2 separate regions of the Canis lupus genome follow, and region 1 is linked to region 2. Evidence: chromatin contacts called from public Hi-C data. All regions are on one chromosome and are shown on one strand. Each heading gives the region's core, a stretch centred on a gene start, on an enhancer-like site or on the middle of the called end of the contact. The rest is flanking DNA. Distances are from core to core; before and after follow the strand shown. Region 1 holds the start of RNF19A (E3 ubiquitin-protein ligase RNF19A). Region 2 holds the start of FBXO43 (F-box only protein 43).

Region 1 (5,071 bases), core at 2,081-4,580, 140 kb after region 2:
ACCCAAAATGATTTCATTGCCTTTTTTGAAGTCTACCACCATCTGAAATACAGATGTGTTTAGCAAAGTAATATTATTCCTCAGTCTTTAACTGTGCAGGTGTGGTTATAAACATAGTTGTTTCAATGTTATACATCTACCAGCAAACAAAAAATTGTTATAAAAAAAAAAAAAAAAAGGCAGAAAAAAATAACTACTCCTGACTGGAAAAAACATTTTTGCCTAACAAAAATATAGCTATTCTCTGTAAGTAATCAGATCAGCATTTTGCTAAAAAGGAGTCAAACCAAAATCTTCAAGCTAAAGTACTTCTTATATGATCATGAGTCCTTTCAATCATTAAACTACTAGTGCTAACAAGCCCAATACAATGAAATCAAGTATTAAGTTTATAATTCAACTTTTCTTTGGTCTTCAACCCAAAATGGCCTATTTTTCATATGGGCCTCAAGCAATTAAAGAGCATAATGCTTAGTGCAAAGTCAGTCTGCATTTTACAATCGTCACTTGTTAGTAGCATCAGGAAAACAATTTCTTAAAATCTCCTTTTTAACCTAAAGAGAGAATATAAAGAGGCAATTCAGATGTAAATATAACAAAATTTATTCCCAGCTTACTCTGTGCCCAGCACTAGACTAGGAACTTTAACGCGTTATCACAATTATTTGTTCTCCCTCCTCCCCCTTGATAAACTCAGAGAGCTGCATTTTTCAATCCTCAGTGCCCTTCAGATAAAAAAAGCAAAGCAATGCAAAGCTGGGAGGGTGGGAGATGATTACAAACCAAAGAATTTCTGTGATGAATCTAAATTGTCTAAGATAAAATAGGAATCTGCCAAAATACATGAGATTCAAATGTTTAAAAAGTTTGCTTCAAATCACCTATATTTAATTCTATCTACCAACCCCACAAAGAACAAATAGTATCTTTCAATCTGATCCCATTAAAGAGAATGGCCCCAGTGTCTTACATTCACAACTGCAAAAATATTACTTTTCCTACTTCAAATTTATGCAATGCATTTCTTTTCCATTAAGATGCTAAAGTGTCTTTAAAAAGATACTAATCTTAGTCTCGTACATTACATAGAAAAAACCATATATATGGTTTCTTTTAGTCAAGTAAAGAGGCACCCCAAATTCTACAAATCACCATGAAAATTTTAAAAAGAAAATTTAACACTGGTTAGATGATATGTAAAAGGGACTCTTCTTTATATAAACTAATTAATGATCAATCCAGGCCTTCCCCAAATGAAACAAAATTTTAAGTAGCTACTGTCTGGAGACTTGGGTTGTGTTTCAACTCCTAAAACATGCTGCAGTTTTAAAAGTTAATCTTACTGGAATCCTCCTGGAAGTCAACAATATTGGAAAAAAACACTTTACCATTAGTTGCCAAGTGTAATTTTTTCCCCCTAAGACACCTTGTGATGACATCAAAATAGTTTCCACGGAGGCATGAAATTTAAACTTCAGTTATATTGTATACAATAATAAGAAAGAATATTAAAGAAAAAAGGTTTGTTGCTGTTATTACATAATTTGATTAAGTCCCAAGCCTTAATTCCAAATCTTTATCATGGAATTCCAAGTAGTGAGGGAAGAACATTTGAAAGTAAGAGTTAACAATAGATCCTCACCATTTTCCACAGAGAGAGAAGTGTTTACGTTTTAATTCATTTCAGTCAGTTGGGTGTTAAAGAAGCACAAAAAGGCAAATACGGTAATAGCTTGAATTATAAACAGAAGTGGAAAGCTGCCTGTTAAGATGGTTAATTGGCAAACTGAAAATGAAAATAAAGCATACCGTCATCCTTCATATAGCCAAGAGTCAAGGAATCTAGGTTAAAATATTTTTTTAAAAAAATGAGTAAGACAGCCATGTTCTTATAAAAAGAAAGAAAAAAAAAAGGTGGAACGGAAAGAAGAGATCGCAAACATTCTAAGGCAACCATGGTGAAAGGCTGCTTTATGCCTCTACTATTTATTTACTAGCATTCAAAACTAGCATTTCTAGTCAACACCCGGGTTTGAAAATCGCAGCAGCACGGAAACACTGTCCTTTCCGACAGAACATTCTGCAACGTTTTGAGTAAATATTAACCTGAATAAGGCATCGTTCGCGTATTTCCACCTTTAACGACCAATGGGAAAACTTACGACCTCTCTTTCTCCCGTATACAGCCTTAGCCCCTTTCTCTCCTCTTTTATTTACTGCCCTTGTCGCGGGGTTAATGAACCCTAAATTTCTTTTTCTTCTTCCCATTAACGGAAATGGGGGGAAAGAGCAACGAGAGGGAAACCCAGATGACACAGAAAACTAGAAATTAAAAACAGTGGCGTCCCTCGCCGGGTACTCCCTGAAGGTTTGGTAAGCGGGCGACAATCCCGGAAGACCCCTTATTAACACATACTTTAACCCCAAGGAAACACCATTTTTCCACATGTTTAATTTCTGCCTTTGGAAGGGTTGGCAGTTCGGCGGGGTGAACCTTCCCGGTACAAGCACCCCTCCCTGGAGCCTCCTGCAGCAGGGGTCGGGGGCTCTCGCCCCAGCTCTGACTTCGCAGCGAGGCCCGGAAATCGGTCCCGTTACAGCCGATTTCACCCGTCAGGAATGCGCTCCTCCCCCGCGGCCTCCCCCGCGGCCTCCCCCGGCGGCGGCGGCGGCGGCGGCGGCCCGGGCGGTACCGCAGGGAGCGCCCTCCGCCCGTCACGGCACGGCTCGGTCCGGCGCCGACTCCACAGACCGACTGCCCGGGCCGGGCGCGCAGAGCGCGGGGCGGATCCCACGCTCGGCCTCAGCCTGCGCCGCCAGGGGGGCGCCGGCGCCGCGGCCGCGCGGGGGACGCGGAACCAGCCCGCGGCCTGACCCCAGGACTGGCCCGACTCCCGGGGCTGAGCCCGAGAGGGGGCGCCTTCCCGGGGGATTTCTGAATCCATTTCCGTCCCGGGGAGGGGCGCGAGGGCAGCGGTCGTGCCGGAGCGCCTGGAGTCGGAAACGGGAGCCGCCCCGGCCCTCCCGCACCCAGGCGCGACCTCCTCCCGAGCCGCCAGTACCTTCAACGCCTCGGGGCGGCGGCGGGCGCCAGAGTGCGGGTGAGCAGGCCCATCCCTCGGCGGCGGCGGCAGAGGCCGGAGGAGGCACCGAGGAGGGTTCCCCAGAGCCGCCGAGGCGCCTCTCAGCTGGGGCGGGGGGAACGCAGAAGAGGGGTCCCGACGGCCGCTTTCCCGAACTCCTCCTCCGCAGTTCTGTCTTGACGGCTGTTCCCGGGAACCAGCGCCCCAACTGCCATTCTCCCCCTCCTTCAGCCCCCGCTGTCCCCGCCTCCTCCTCCCACTGCTTCCTCCGGCCCCGGCCCGCCCCGCCCCGCCCCGCCCCGCCCCGCCCCGCCGCGCCGCGCCGCGCCCCGCCGCCCGCCCGCGTGCCGTGCGTCATGGCGTCACGCCCACCCGGCCAGCCGCAGGCGGCGCTGGGACCCAGCGGTCCGCTCGCGCGCTTTCGCCCGGGCCCGGCTTAACGCGTTCCACCTGCGGCCGGGGGGCTGGGAGGGCGGCCTTCCCGCTAGTCCCCGGCGAGGGCCGGTCGGCCGCCCTCTCTGCCGCTCGGCCGTGGCACTTCGCCCCGAGCGGGCGGGGCTGTGGCGCAGGCGTCGCCTCTGGGGGTGGGTGGCGTGGCTGGAGTTCCCTCGTGCTGCTGGATGCTGGGCTTGAGCGCCGTGGCCCCGGTGTTCCGCACGCAGCTCAGGATTCGTTCCTCTGTGCTCTCACGGTTCACCTGTTAGATGGGCAGCCCCAGGAGAGAGCAAGGCCGGGACGTTGCTGCGAGTTTCTGCGGCCCTCCGCGTGGAAACGTCCTCCCCGCCGGGGCGGCGCCCCCTCGCCTTGGCTCCTCCGCGGGGGCTGCGAGCGGCGGCGCTTGGCCACAGCCACCGCGAAGCACCCCGTGTGCGGGTGCCCAGGACACCTGCCCTCGCCCCTCGCCTGCTCCCACATCTCTTAATTTCACAGTCACTCGACTATTCGGGATCCATACTTCAGTACTTACTGATACATTCGGAATGATTTTCATCCGGCCTTTTCTGTTCCATCTCCTCTTAGCCTTTATGCCAGTCACAGCGCACACACCCCACTTCGAATTTTTCTTTTTCTTTTAAACCTGCATATGGCTTAGTATCAGTTCTTTTTAGTTGAATAGACCATTCACTACAGACCTGGTCCTTTCCTTCATAGTTGATTTCAAAATTTAGAGTCTTTTTTTTTTTTTTTTTTTTTTATTTATGATAGGCAAACAGTGAGAGAGAGAGAGAGAGGCAGAGACACAGGCAGAGGGAGAAGCAGGCTCCATACACCGGGAGCCTGACGTGGGATTTGATCCTGGGTCTCCAGGATCGCGCCCTGGGCCAAAGGCAGGCGCTAAACCGCTGCGCCACACAGGGATCCCCAAAATTTAGAGTCTTTAGAGTATTCTTTGGAATACTGAGAAACAACGTGGTGGACGCTGGACAGAATGTCCATTCACCATCTGTTACTTGACTATATCACTCTATCAATCCTTGTTTTAGTGTGTCTAATTTAAATTAGAAACAAACCAAGGAGCCATGGCCTATCAGACGGTACTTGCTATCTTTGGTGACCCAGTAAATGTTTACCAATTAGAAAACTAAACAAGCTAAGCAGTTTAGGTCCAAGGTTTTTTGTTTGTTTGTTTTTGTTTTTTGTTTTTTTTTACCACAAATCTTAAAGGAAATAATGATGAGTATGTTCATTTTCATTTATTGGAAGTTTAAAGCTGTTATATACTCCTTTAAGTACTATTTGAAGGCTGCCTACAATTTAATCAATGGGATACTTTGCACAAGTAGTATAAGAATAGTATAAATGGATTTATGGAACAGGACTCATACATAATATAATCCTTAAGAATATATCAACATGTTGAACATTTCAGAACAGATGGGGTATTGGTGTGGAAAGAAGTTTTGAGGAAAGAGGCTCTGCAAAGTGGAAATGGTCTTATACTCTGTATAATTGTCATATTTTCCAGAGATGCTTGTCTTCTTGAAAAC
Region 2 (5,255 bases), core at 1,001-3,500:
CGCTAAACCACTGCGCCACAGGGGCTGCCCTTGTCTATGGTTTAAAATCCACACAATCCCAAATACCATTTAAACATTGCTCTTTTCTCTTTCTCTAGTTAATTTTTCTTTAGGTATTTTATTATGACGGAAGAACAAAAAAGTGTATCATAACTCCCTATCATTTAAAGAATAATTTTTTACTGCCCGCCCCCCCAACTAAAAGGGCGAAAGGGAACCTAGTTACATGTAGCTTGTCCTGGCTTTACTCATATTCCCCAAATATAAGTCACTGAGCTATATTTTCCTATTCTTTACCTACCATGGTCTTTGGCCTTTTTGCTTCCTTTTCTAGTTTGGATGTCACCCCATTACTTAAACCTCAAAATTCTAAAACCTGTTTTCCACAAGATCTAATTCTTCTTACAGGGACCATCCAGCAAAACATAAAGACTTTTCCAATCACCATGACATTCAGACTATGCAGAATAAGATCAAGGAAAATGAAAAACAGAGATTCAGAGAGGAAAATAGCAACTTGCATCTTCATTACCATATTTTAAGGAGTTAAAAGCACTAGTGTCCAAGATAACAAGACATCTGCCCTCATTAGGAGAGGGAAATGCAGTGATATCTGGCAGAGGGTAAGTTCTCAAGAGAGCTAGCTGTCAGGGACACCCAGGGCATGATCCTGGAGTCCCACATCCGGTTCCCTGCGTGCAGCCTGCTTCTCCCTCTGGTTGTTTCTCCCTCTCTGTGTGTGTCTCTTATGAATAAATAAAATCTTTTTTTTTTTTTTTAGTAAAAGGTGAAAGATTTATTCAATCTGAAGAGAAGCCAGAGTATAATAAATAAAATCTTTTTAAAAAGCTGTTAGCAATGATAATAGTTTACATTGGCTATGCTTCATTGTGATCCTAAGACTGTTGGTTCCTCCTGATAGGAAAGAGGGTGCTGGATTGAGAACTAGCATCAACATGGGCTCTTGTTGAAATTCTGGATCTCCTTGATAACACTTGTAATTACCCTACCCTTCCATAGGGTGCCAAGACCCATTTACATTCTACATGTGCTGATCCAATCTGATCCCCATAGACATCTAATTATGTACCAGAATCATCTTGATACCACAACTGGAGAGTTAGAATCTGGTAAATTTTGCAATGATTACTTTCTGGATCACTCCATCATCTTTCTCTTATGTTAACAATAGTTTTATCTAATAACTCTTGTAGGAAAGCCTATTTTGACTGTTCTATTGCATTTACCCCCTTTGGTTGAGAGGTGAGGTACTTTGTAAGAGAGGTAATGGTCAAAATTTTTATGCTGTACATCATTCTGTGAAAGAAGCTAGAAAATCCATTATGTTTCCCTGGAAATTAAATAACTGACAGCCAGGAAGACTGGAAAGCAAAGATCAAGTTAAATCTCCCAGCCCCATCTGTAGAGGTGAGATCAGTTGGAACTCCTTCTGGAAGTAAAAGAAGCTCAAGGTTCGCAGGTGGCTGGACGGGAGACTGGCAAACAATATATTCTGCTTAATAAGAAATCAAAGACGTTGCCGATGCCGGGGAGAAGGAAACCTGTTTCTCTGCTGAACTATAATCGCTATTAACAACTGATGACTTTCTAAATTTTGATTACTTCATTTACTTCTTCCTCCTAAGTAAAAGCCTGCTGTGAAAGCAGCAAACAAATGTACATATCGTGACCCCAATAGCTATTAGTCTCACTGATTTTGATGTTTCAGAAAACACACCTCCGCTGCGCAGATGGTTTTGTTTCATCCAGGGAGGAATACATGCGACGGCAGGAAGGTCAGTGCATAGTTACCCCTACCAATATCCCTCCGTTTTAGGTGGAATTAATTGATGTAGCTGCCTTCATACGGCCTTTGCTTTAAAACGAGTAAAAAGCATGGGACAGAGGGACGACAGGAGCCGACCAAAGTTTCGCAAAGCAAAACTGAAGTCATGTGAAGGATAGGGGGTGGCTGCTCCAGTGGCCCAGCACAGGTATCAAACAACTGCAAAAACCATCTGAAAAGTGCGATGGAGTCGCTGCTTCTGTGTTCCTCAGAGAGACGGTTGGCCTAGGACTCCGGGAGCACCGGCCGCTTCGCTTTCTCTTCTAACCCTCAGCCCTCCCGGAGAAGTGTTACTTTCTACTGACTTCATTAGCCAGAATATCTGACTTCCTTCCATCTGAGGAACTACTGAAATGCTTTGCTTTTCTGAAAAGTGAACTAAGTTGGGACAAAACTCGAACACTTCTCCACGCGGCCTAACAAAACGAACGCCCCCGGCTCGCCGCCTGAGCACCACCCGGGTCCTCGGCCACGCCCGGAGGCGGAAGGAGGGGCGGAAGGGGCGGGGACTCCATGCGACAGTTGCCGGCGCCGGAAGTTGGCTGCGACACGGGGACGAGCCGGAATCCGCTTCGAAGCTCAGAGTAGGAGGTTTCTCCGGGCTGCGTGGTCGGGGAAGTGGTTGGTTAGGATTTGGAGGTGGGTATTTGGATTTAAACTGGTAAGACCCTCAAGGTTAGAAAGGGTCAGTATGAGGTTAGAATTGGGAGGAGCTGGGGCTCGAGTGGGTGGTGTTAATCCTTTGTTCCGTTTCGTTCAGTTGAGCTGTTTGGCTTTTGAGAGTTTTTCTCCCTTTATTTTCGGTTCGCATAGCCCTTTGTTGAGGGATGTAATTGGCCTTCTGCTAAGTTTTGGAAATGTAGGACTTGCGTTACAATGGGGACGCAAGCTTTGCCGTCAGATTCCAGTGCCCCCTGCCTCGTCATAGCTGAAGAATCCTGCGCAGATTGACTTCTACAAGGCTGGGTTTCTTCATCTGTAAAGTAAGGGTAGTACTTCTAGGATTGTCGTAAAGGTGATAATGAAACAATATGTGTGAAATGTTGTTACTGTGTCCAGTTTGAGGCTAAGTGCACAAAACGTTGCGTTTTTGTTTCGTCCTTTAGCTCTACCCATTGGGTTTGAAAAAGCACAGGTTAGGAATTGGGACCTTTTTAGGTTTCCCTCGGAAAAATGGGAATTTTGGGAAAGTTGGATTTGTGAGGAGTCCCTTTGAGTTATTCAGTATTTGAGTCTGTGATTTCAGGGACTATCCATGGACACCCAGAAGGACGTTCAACCCCCAAAGCAGCAGCCAATGATATATATCTGCGGAGGTAAGAGTAGAACTAACGTAAAGTAGGAAGAGTTTTGAAATAATTACGCTTAACTTTGACTTCAGTGAGTAATCTTTAAAGTTATAAAGCAGAATACTAGCGACTGTAAAAAAAAAAAAAAAATTTCTATCACTAAGAGTTCATTTTCTCTCCAAGAAAAAATGCACTGCCCACAACTTTTTTCCTTTGCCCCTTAGTATATTGGTTGTTAAATAATAAAAGTTCAACTGAGTAAATTTTAAAGATGTGATAGGCTTTACTAATGGATTCATGAATCAGGCAGCATCCTGTCTAGGAAGTAGATGGGAGCTCCAAAGGGCTACAGAAAATTAAAGGTAGAGAGGAGTGGAAAAAAAATTATTAGCAAAGGATTCGTTGTTTCAGGTAAGGTCGCTGTTCTAAGGGGAAAGGAAAAGCAGTAAATTTTCTAATGCGGACAAGGACCATGTTAACTGGTCAGAGGTTACATTTCTGCAGGGTTGAAACTGCGGTTAGGTTATGTGTTAAGTCTTGGTCTACCGACGTGGCACCTTAACCTAAGTAAGGCCATTTGGAGCCTGTGGTTTTCTTCTTAACGTGGTCATAGCACCATACTCTTGGGATTGAGTACATTTTAGTGCTTTGGGTGAAAATATGGTTAGAAAAAAAAATTAAATAAAAAAAATATGGTTAGGATAATTTGCTTGTCTGTCATATTTTCCCTTTAGACATTGAATAAACATGCTTTCTTTTTTAGAATGTCACACAGAAAACGAAATAAAATCCAGGGATCCAATCAGATGCAGAGAATGTGGATATAGAATAATGTACAAGAAAAGGACTAAAAGATGTATCCTTTTACCTTGTTACATATGAAGGGGGTGGAAGTGAAGAATAATGCTCCAGTGCTTTGAACTACTTACCAAAAAGGGGGGGCATGATTAGGATTTTTCATAATCCTTTTATTTTTATTTTCATAATAAAAATTAATCCTGTGTAGAGGCATCTACTAAGTATCTAAATACTAGTTCTCATAAGTCCATTTTTCAGGATCTGTATTTAACTTATTTTACTTATACTCCTTCTTGAGTTTAAGGACAAACTAAATTATACAAGGAGAAATACAAATATTGTGAATGAATGCTACCTAATGGAAAAAGTGAGGCTTACAAATTAGCTAAAAGACTGAAAGTACATTGTTATGTGGTTATTAATATACAATTACAATATTTTTTAAACCAGTAAGTTATCTTGCTAACATTACTTTAGGGGTTTTTGGTGCATTGGTCTTTCATATCATGGAAAGGGGACTAGTAAAAATTGAAAAACATTTTTTTAAGTTCATTTCCAACTGCCATAGTAAATAGTTCATTCTTTTTTGCATTTTAGATTAAATAGCTATTGCAAAGAGAAAGTGACTTGGAAGTGTTAAATCCTTCGTACAATTTTTAAATATGCTTTTTGTCCTTAATTTCATTTTAATACAGTGGTGGTTTTTGATGCTCGATGAAACATGGAGTTCAGAGGATTATCTTCGTTTGTACCTGGATTTGCTGTTAATGTTGTATAGCCTTTGATTAGTGTATATATCTTTATGAATACAAATACACATGATTTCATTTTAAAATCCATCTTGTATTTAGGTATCAATAGTTTCTATAAAGAAAAGCTTTTTGTTCAATAATTGATAATAATTTACTTTTATTGTATATATAATCTGACACAGGGTGAAAAAGTGCTTCCTTAAACCACACTTTTAATCAAGGCTTAGAATCTTGTGGGGGCCTTGTTAAAAATGAAGTTTTCTAGGGCTCTTTGAAGATCTGATTAAGTAAGTTCCTTGGAAACTACTGTTTTACATCACCAAGTCTGTAAACTCTCCAGCATCATTTTGTTCTGTGTATACTAATGTACTTAGCATGAATGCATTATTTTGAGTTAAATTTTTCATTTTTCCTTGATATAGGCCTTCTGTATTTGTATACAATGCTTGACTATGTTTTTAAATATTGGCTGAGGGTGGGACGCCCAGGTGGCTCACCAAGTGAGCGTCTGTCTTTGGCTCAGGGCGTGATCCCGGAGTCCTGGGATTGAGTCCCAAATCAGGATCCCTG

What was found. Hi-C and Micro-C count contacts between places; a contact is called where the count stands out from the background.
Region 1: a Hi-C map of blood shows a contact between it and region 2, with 2.8 times the contacts expected there. The contact joins the promoter of RNF19A here to the promoter of FBXO43 in region 2. A contact is called at or near these places in 3 of 9 Hi-C or Micro-C datasets (amygdala and blood).

What each region holds. Positions count from the first base shown.
Region 1 is chr13:2,301,878-2,306,948 of UU_Cfam_GSD_1.0, forward strand. RNF19A (E3 ubiquitin-protein ligase RNF19A) reads right to left here and starts at 3,331. Exons shown (of 11, transcript XM_038555199.1): 1 at 3,063-3,331.
Region 2 is chr13:2,165,527-2,170,781 of UU_Cfam_GSD_1.0, forward strand. It overlaps FBXO43 (F-box only protein 43), which reads right to left and starts at 2,251. Exons shown (of 6, transcript XM_038555193.1): 1 at 1,739-2,251. It overlaps POLR2K (DNA-directed RNA polymerases I, II, and III subunit RPABC4), which reads left to right and starts at 2,333. Exons shown (of 4, transcript XM_038555194.1): 1 at 2,333-2,485; 2 at 3,093-3,162; 3 at 3,899-3,991; 4 at 4,629-5,102. The coding sequence starts at 3,102. The coding sequence ends at 4,651.